3 separate regions of the Mus musculus genome follow, and all the other regions are linked to region 1. Evidence: chromatin contacts called from public ChIA-PET and promoter capture Hi-C data. All regions are on one chromosome and are shown on one strand. The core of a region is the stretch at or near the end of the contact, and the rest is flanking DNA. Distances in the headings are between cores, read along the strand shown. Region 1 overlaps Dis3l2 (DIS3 like 3'-5' exoribonuclease 2). Region 2 overlaps Dis3l2 (DIS3 like 3'-5' exoribonuclease 2). Region 3 overlaps Dis3l2 (DIS3 like 3'-5' exoribonuclease 2).

The links. Promoter capture Hi-C pulls out the DNA fragments that hold promoters and counts their contacts. ChIA-PET counts read pairs in DNA pulled down with a chosen protein or histone mark.
Region 2: a contact with region 1 is called in an H3K27ac ChIA-PET map of liver, with 4 times the contacts expected there. The contact joins two enhancer-like sites. A contact is called at or near these places in 2 of 484 Hi-C or Micro-C datasets (liver and nephron progenitors) and 3 of 115 datasets of contacts at active chromatin or transcription factors (embryonic stem cells, fibro-adipogenic progenitors and liver).
Region 3: a promoter capture Hi-C map of liver shows a contact between it and region 1, with 2.5 times the contacts expected there. The contact joins two enhancer-like sites. A contact is called at or near these places in 4 of 39 promoter capture datasets (3T3-L1-derived adipocytes, liver and stem cell-derived epiblast-like cells), 4 of 484 Hi-C or Micro-C datasets (adipose-derived mesenchymal stem cells, brain and embryonic stem cells), 13 of 115 datasets of contacts at active chromatin or transcription factors (the 230-238 cell line, bone marrow-derived macrophages, cardiomyocytes and 4 more) and 3 of 9 other capture datasets (adipose tissue, embryonic stem cells and liver).

What each region holds. Positions count from the first base shown.
Region 1 is chr1:86,877,767-86,880,466 of GRCm38.p6, reverse strand. It overlaps Dis3l2 (DIS3 like 3'-5' exoribonuclease 2), which reads right to left. Exons shown (of 21, transcript NM_153530.2): 9 at 1,891-2,064. Among named protein-coding and RNA genes, the nearest start is that of Gm41909, 49 kb to the left of the region's middle. Within about 2 kb of position 1,341, at least 4 of the 459 cell types and tissues checked have an H3K27ac peak or open chromatin away from gene starts, as enhancers often do. A contact at or near this core is called in liver, where this site is marked.
Region 2 is chr1:87,018,832-87,021,531 of GRCm38.p6, reverse strand. It overlaps Dis3l2 (DIS3 like 3'-5' exoribonuclease 2), which reads right to left. Exons shown (of 21, transcript NM_153530.2): 14 at 415-494. Among named protein-coding and RNA genes, the nearest start is that of Gm28375, 47 kb to the left of the region's middle. Within about 2 kb of position 1,416, at least 5 of the 459 cell types and tissues checked have an H3K27ac peak or open chromatin away from gene starts, as enhancers often do. A contact at or near this core is called in liver, where this site is marked.
Region 3 is chr1:86,711,985-86,714,684 of GRCm38.p6, reverse strand. The region is part of intron 1 of Dis3l2 (DIS3 like 3'-5' exoribonuclease 2); the gene reads right to left. Among named protein-coding and RNA genes, the nearest start is that of Dis3l2, 9.5 kb to the right of the region's middle. Within about 2 kb of position 1,449, at least 9 of the 459 cell types and tissues checked have an H3K27ac peak or open chromatin away from gene starts, as enhancers often do. A contact at or near this core is called in liver, where this site is marked.

The sequences.
Region 1 (2,700 bases), core at 92-2,591:
TGTTTTACATATGTTTAGGTGTATTTATATGGCTCTGGATTATTGACTTCACAAAAATACAATCATAGTCACATGATCTGCAGTTTCTTCTTTCACTTAACAGTATTTGATGGTCTCCTCTCTAGGACAGACAATATGGATACAGTCACTTTTTTGCATAGCTGTAGGTAACATCATCATAGGGATGGGTAGACCATAGTTATTAAACCATTCCATTACTGATAGACTCAGCAGTTTTTACAGTAAAACAGCAATGAAAATCTTGGCTCATAAACCTTTGAATACTTCACTCAGTAAGATACATTTCTGTAAACAGAATTTGGGGGTAAAAAGTACATTGAAAACTAAATAAGCACTAAATTAGACTTCAAAAATAATGATTATTGTTTGAATTTAATCATTCCTTGATAATTTTTCTTTTTTTTTGTTTGGTTTTAGTCTCTTTTCCCACTTTTTAAATTCTTTGACACTCTCCTTTAAGAATACATCATACCCAGCCTAGAGGTCTTTTGTTTTCTGAGGCAGGATTTTACCATGCAGCCTAGCCTGGTCTACAACTCACTGTGGAGCATCCTGGATCTCCTGCCTCATGCTCCCAAATCTGTGTCACCACATCTGGCTTCATCAAGTTTTTTATATAGTCCTAAATCCAGGAAAAGATCTCAGTAAGCTCTCAATTGTGCAACAAAGGCTCCAGAAGGTCCAGGTTCAGGGTCCAGAGGAGATAACCCCTATGTGTTACGCAGTAACATCCAGGAGCACACTGTGCCAAATGAACTGAAATCCATGTGTTTCTATCAGCCACACTGAAGGGTAGGAAGGGATTATTATCTCATTTTCTTCACACACTCTCAGCAAGAAAAGCAAAAAACAGACAGTACGTTCTCAAAAGATACAATGCCTGAGAGGGCAGAAAAGGACCCTCAGACTGGACACTTGGAGCTGAAGGCACCATAAGTTCAGCTACAAAGCAAGCAAGTGTGGTGGAAAGACACTGACACGGGATAACCTCAGCAAAAACCTTCCACAGCCTCCGTGGTGGGGTGTATGAAAACTTTCTTGGTTCTAAGTATCTCCATGTGGCATCCAGAATGAATGCCAGTACTGAAACCAAATTCTGAAGAGAAATATCAGAAAAGAACTAACATCCCACAATGAAGAAACATCTTCAAAGAAGATGTTGTTATAAAAATACCACAAAAGTACTTTCCAATAAATTCCAGACCTAAAAGTAAAGCTTTAAAATGAGCCTCCAAGCACAAGGTCCTGAATCCTCTGCTATGTGCCTAGAGAGGCCCACTTAGAGGAAGCACTTCTAAGCAGATAACACTGCCTTTCTGTCATGAGACTGGGGTCCAGCAAGGAGAAGAGACTAGGTAAAACCACCTGCAATCTTTTGAAATTAGAATGGTCTAGAACCATTCTAGAAACAAATGTTTGCAAAATGTTTGCAAAAGAACAAAGGGTCAACATTTTAAGGCAACACAAATGTTGCAATAACTTTGAAGTTGTCATGAAGAATGTCATGGTTGAGCAATATATAAGCAAAGAACCATATATAGTTGTATTCTACTGCAATGTGACTAAACACAGAATTATGAATCTCATATCACTTTAGGAAGATTAGTAACTATTCATAGCTATTAATTATTGCTGACAGTTTTCAAATCATTAAAATCTGAAATCCATCTTCAGTTGATGAGCTCAAGTGGTGGGCTGGATTTAGCTGGTAATCCGTCACTTGCTGACCTCTGGTACAGAAGCACCAGACTTTCAACTGAATCCAAACAGTGGATAAAAGAAGGAAATATCTTAGCTCGACCCCTAGAAGAAACATCAGGGGAGAAGACAGAGCAGGAACAGCTGTTCCCAGGTGTTCCCCATGTTTACCTTAGGTCTCTTCTCTTGCCCACCTCATCAGGTGGGATTGTCCAGGGCAGGCTTTGAGGGAGACATTCAAGAACTTCTGAAGAGAAATCAGAGAAGTCCACACCATATTCTGTCAGTATCCCTTCTGTTTCAGGCTCGATTTCACCAGCCTGCCCAAGACTCTTAGCCAGTTGCCTGTGGACAGAGCAGAGAGTGGACAATGAACTGTATTAGTGAATAAATAAATAACATGTAGGTCTCTGTCTCTTTTCTAAAATAAGTTAATATGAAAATCCTCATGAAGGCTACGACTACAGTACAAATGTACATTCCGGAGAGATTTTCTGACCAGAGGAAGAAGGGCAAAAGGCAGAACTTCTTGGAACTCCTGCAATTTTACTCATGGGGAAGTCAACATTGGTCCTCACATGCCCTTGTTTTTTTTTTTTTTTTCCATTTTTTATTAGGTATTTAGCTCATTTACATTTCCAATGCTATACCAAAAGTCCCCCATACCCACCCACCCCCAATCCCCTACCCACCCACTCCCCCTTTTTGGCCCTGGCGTTCCCCTGTACTAGGGCATATAAAGTTTGCGTGTCCAATGGGCCTCTCTTTCCAGTGATGGCTGACTAGGCCATCTTTTGATACATATGCAGCTAGAGTCAAGAGCTCCGGGGTACTGGTTAGTTCATAATGTTGTTCCGCCTATAGGGTTGCAGATCCCTTTAGCTCCTTATGCCCTTGTTTTTGACAGTCTGATTACATATCCAGGATGCTCTCCAACTGGGAATTCTCCTGCCTCAGCTTCCCAAGTACTGGGATTATAGG
Region 2 (2,700 bases), core at 167-2,666, 140 kb before region 1:
TTCAATGTGGTTCTCACCTTCCACAGTGTTTGGCACAGGGGCTTTCTGTATACCAGGCTATCTGACCTTCAAGGACTCTCTTCTCTCTTTCTCACATTTCACCGTAGGAATACTGGGGTTACAGACTTGTGCTATTGAACCTGGCTTTATGTGGGTTCTGGGGGTTAAAACTCAGGTCCTTACACTTTCACAGTACGTGCTTTGAGCCATTGCTCTAGCCCTCTATACAAGTTCCTTTCTATTATATTTAAGGTCAAAAGAGACTTTTGGGGTGGATATTTTGTATGTGTGTGCCAGACATTTTCTCACATGTAGCAAAAATGTTGAGCACCCCTGTAAGGGAAGCCCGAGTCAGAAAGCCTGCCCCAGCTGCTCAGCAAGTAGGCGATGCTTTCCCCTGAGTGAGTGGCTTACTTGTTGCTGTCTCGGTACTCATAGATGTGACATCCTTGAGGCAGTCCAGTCTCATGGTCCAGAGTAAAAGCAAGCTTCAGCTAAACAAAGAGAAAAGAAAAACCAGTGAGTTTGGGCTCAACGGAGGGAGAATCAAACAAGTCAGCTCCCTGCAGTGGATGTGCTGTGGAAACGCCAACCTCTCACTGTGGCAGAGTCCTGTCACTGGAGCTCTGCCATCCACAGGTACTGCCACCAGGGGCATCTTATGCACTGGCCATGTAATTCGTACTCGGAAAGCACATTTATACCTGCCTCTGAGCTAGCAGAGGACACAGGAGCACTACAGCAGTGGGGTCACCTTTGTGGAGCCTGCTGTCTGTCACAAGAGCAAACCTCTATTGTAGGGAACAGCCAGGTATATGTAGAAGTTTGAACTGAAGAGGGTTCTTGGAATCTTTATGGGAGGCAAAATGTAACTTACCATGTTTCTAGAGAAGCAAATGAGCTGACCCAGGCAGAACAGGGCTGTGGGAAGGAGGGGTGATGAGCCCACAGGTGAGGGAACAGACAGTTGTCTTGGGCAGAAGTCACAGCATATACACAGGTCCTGAGCAGGAGCTGCAGGAACTGAAGGATGGCCAGAAGCTGGGTCCAATAGCTACAAGGATCACAGTGGGTGGTTCACTGTGGAAGGAAGGCCAGGCAAAATATGCATGGCACTCTTGGCTATATTGGACTCTGACCTTTGCTTTAACTACAAAGGAAGGATCGTGATCTGCTCTAAGAAAGGGGTGGATGATGTCACCACAGTTCAGTTTGGGAAGACCCTTTTAGCTGGCTACTGTGCTGTCTGAAGGAAGAGGAGAGAAATGGGAGCCTACACAGGGCTGTTCCTAAGGGAATGGGAGTGGAGACCAGAGGGCAGGTAGGCAGGATGAAGAGAAATGGACACTCGGGAGATCTAAGTGGCAGTGAGTTTTAGAAGTAGAATCAACAGCTGATGGATATGGTGACAAAGGAGAACCAAGGTTCAAGGTTTGATTTGAACAACCAGTTAGGTAAATATTACACTGTGGGGGAAAGAAGGGAGTTCAGAATTAGGTTAGGAGCACACTGACTTGGCGACCCTGTAAGTGAAGATGAAAAGACAACCTGCTGAGTCCTGGTTTCTTTTGGGACTCTGGCAAGGAGACCTCAGGTGAACACAGGGCTTCATAGGGCTCAGGCAGGTTTACTACCTGTCTTACTGGAGCCCAGGGCTCAGGGAGCTTGAGCATTTCCAATGTGGAGCCAATTACTATCTCCAAAAATTCCATGGACTTTTAACTCATTAGGGAAAATTTAGCTACATTAAGTACATGAAAGGGGGATACGTTATTATGATTTTTTCCCCTGTAGGGTTATTAACACAACTAATGATTTGCACCATTAGATACTGGACAATTTTTCTCTCCCTCAGAGCAAAGCACACTCTTGGGAATGGTCTGTCCTCTTACTGACCCAGATGAACACTCAAACTAGAAACAAATGCTTCTTTACCACAACAAAGCCAGGAACTTCACTGGAGTCAAAGGCTTTTCTTACAGATTATACCTTGGCTCTAAGCAGGCCTCTATTTCAGTTAAATTAAAAAGAATTTAGTTCAGCTACTATGGAAATCAGTGTGGAGGCTTCTCCAAAAAGAAGAAAGAAAGAGAGGGAGGGAGGGAGGGAGGGAGGGAGGGAGGGAGGGAGGGAGAGAGAGAGAGAGAGAGAGAGAGAGAGAGAGAGAGAGAGAGAGAGAGAGAGAGAGAAAATAGCACTATCCTATGATCCAGTTCTACCACCTCTGGACATCTGTCTGAAGGGAGTACAAAGTCAGCACAACACAGACATCGATCTGTACCAAAGCAGTTTTCATGGCACTTCTACAGAACCAGTCTAGATCCCATCAAGGGAAGAAGGGATACAGAAAATGTGGTACATACGCACAGTGGAGTTTTATTCAGCAATAAAAAGGAATGAGAGCTGGGGAGAATGCCAAGTGGTTAAAACACTTTTTGCATAAGTATGAGGACCAGAGGTGGCTCCCCAGAACTCACACACATGCCGAGAATTCCTATCCCAGAGAGGAAAGAGGGGATCTCTAGTGCAAGCCGGCTTGAAAGACTCGCCATACTAGTGAGCCCTGGACGTGATGGGAGACTGTGCCTCAGAGAGAAACGTGGAAAAGCAGCTGAGGGTGACTGCCAAGCCTCTGCATGCACACACCCACCAAACATGCACCACACATGTATAAGCACAGGAAAATGAAATAAGAAACAA
Region 3 (2,700 bases), core at 200-2,699, 170 kb after region 1:
GTGCCTGACAAATACAGAAGTGGATGTTCACAGCCATCCATTGGGCAGAGCACAGGGTCCCCAATGAAGGACCTAGAGAAGTACCCAAGGAGCTGAAAGGGTTTGCAGCCCCCTAGGAGGAACAACAATATGAACTAACCAGTACCCCAAGAGCTCCCTGGGACTAAACCACCAACCAAAGAAAACACATGGTGGGACTCATGGCTCTAGCTGCATATGTAGCAGAGGATGGCCTAGTCGGTCATCAGTGGGAGGAGAGGCCCTTTGTCCTGTGAAGGCTCTATGCTCCAGTGTGGGGGAATGCCAGGGCCAGGAAGGGGGAGTGGATGGGTTGGCGAGCAGGAGGAGAGGGGGAAGGGATAGGGGGTTTTCAGAGAGGAGACTAGGAAAGGGGATAACATTTGAAATGTAAATAAAGAAACTATCTAATTAAAAAAAAAAAAAAAAACTCGGGCTGGTGAGGTGGCTCAGTGGGTTAGAGCACCCGACTGCTCTTCCGAAGGTCCAGAGTTCAAATCCCAGCAACCACATGGTGGCTCACAACCATCCGTAACGAGATCTGACACCCTCTTCTGGAATGCCTGAAGACAGCTACAATGTACTTACATATAATAAATAAATAAATCTTTAAAAAAAAAAAAAACTCTACAAAGAACTCCATCTGTATTTTCCATCTCTCCCTGCACAGCTCACATGCTATGTTTCCACTGGATATTAACACCTATCTCTAGAAAACAGTAATCTCTAGAGAAGTACATCCTCACTCTTCAGTGATTGCCAGGTTTTGGTCTCTACTTCTTCTTTACTTTCAAGTTAAAGATTCTAAAAGAGATTCAAAATGGTTCCCAGTCTCTCAAGGCCTTAAACATAGTGTAGTTGTTCCTTGGAACACTGGTTCCAAGACCCTTGTGGTACCAAAATCCAAAGATGACCAAGTCCTTTATATTAAATGGGACTGTATCTGTGTCTATGCCCATCCATCTATACACTTAAACTATCTTCGATATGGTTCAGTCAGTAAAGCACTTATCCTATAAGCACAAGCAATTGAGCTCAACCCCAGAACCCAAGGAACAAGAGCAGGCATACTAGCTGGCACTTGTAATCCCATCATGGGAGACACAAACACAGGATCCATCCTTGACACTCACTGAACTGCCAGACTAGCCTAGTTGGCAAGTTCCAGGCCTATAAGAGACTATCTCAAAGGAGATGGGTGGCCTCCCTGTGTATGATACCAGAGGTTGTCCTCCAGCCACCACACAAACATGCATATATGTGCACATGCATGCACATGCACACAAAGAGAACTATATTTAAACACACGCATACTTGCATGTGAGAAAGTTATGTAAGTTCTGTGCAAATTGTGTACTGAGGACAGAGTAAGAGCCCACACCTGCTCCAGTGCAAATGTGACTGTAATGACCTTTGATCTGCTGTCATTGAATCGTTACATATTGACCCCATGGATACTGAGGACAATTGTACTTTGAACAAGCTTAAGCCAGTTCTCAGAAGTGAAGATCTATGGTTTCTTCCTTAACTCTGAATCTCTACTCTCTTCTAGGAGCTTAGACTCCATTTCATCAACTCTTGAGACTCTTAACAGCGCATTCTTCCTCGGGCCTCAGACACATCTGTCTTTGTGAGACTTCTCTCTCTGACAAATTTCAGGTTCTCAGTCAATGAAAATCAGTGCATAGCAGAACCACATTTACTCCAACCATTCCTCATCATGAGTCCCTCACATTAGCCCCAGTTTCAAACTATAGAGCTTCTAAACCACTACCACCTAACCCACCAGGAGCTACCCTGTCTGCAGGAACAAGGAGAGTGCTATGACTGTACAGATGAATGTCTCCCAAGGAGCCTTGCGTCATTAGGAAATGGCCTAGGAAAGGGTCTTATGTCACTGGTGATGAGCCCTGGAAGGGGGTAATGGAATCCTAGCCTCTTTCTGCTTCTTTCCTTTGCTCTCTGGTCATGGCATATCCAATTTAGTTTGCCACGTACTCCCATCACCATGTGACCTCACCACAGGCCCAAAGCAACAGAGCTATAGTTCATCATAGAGACTGGATCCCAAAACTATAAGGCAAAATAGGTTAGTCATCTCAGATACTGTGTTACAGTAACAGCTGACTAACACAATGTAAGCTGAAGTCCTAACCCTGAAGCTTCTCAGCATGTAACTTTATTTGGTTTCTGAAGAAATAATTAGTTAAAATGACATCATATAAGAGTGGGGGCATACCAAATAACTGTTGTCTTTATAAAAAGGAAAATTTTGAACACAGACACACTTGCAGAGATAACATCACGTGAAGATTAAGGCAAACATCAAAATGGTGTGTCTAAAAGCCAAAGAATGCCTGAGATTGCCAGCAACCTCCTGAAGCTAGGAGAGGGCGAGATGGAACAGTTTCTTCATAGCCTTCATGAATCAACTCTGCCAACACCTGGATGTCAGGCTTCTGGCTTCCAGACCTTTGAGCAATACATTTCTGTTGTGTAAGCCATTTAGTGGTACACTGGACTCTCCAAATCCAAAGGTTTGACCTTGGTGGATTTAACCAATACAGATAAAAAGAACCAAGAAAAAAATGCTGAATATGCATACATTTTTTCCTTGTCATTATTCCCTAAACAATACAAGAGATACTATAACTAACCTAGAAGTGATTTCAAAAGGATATT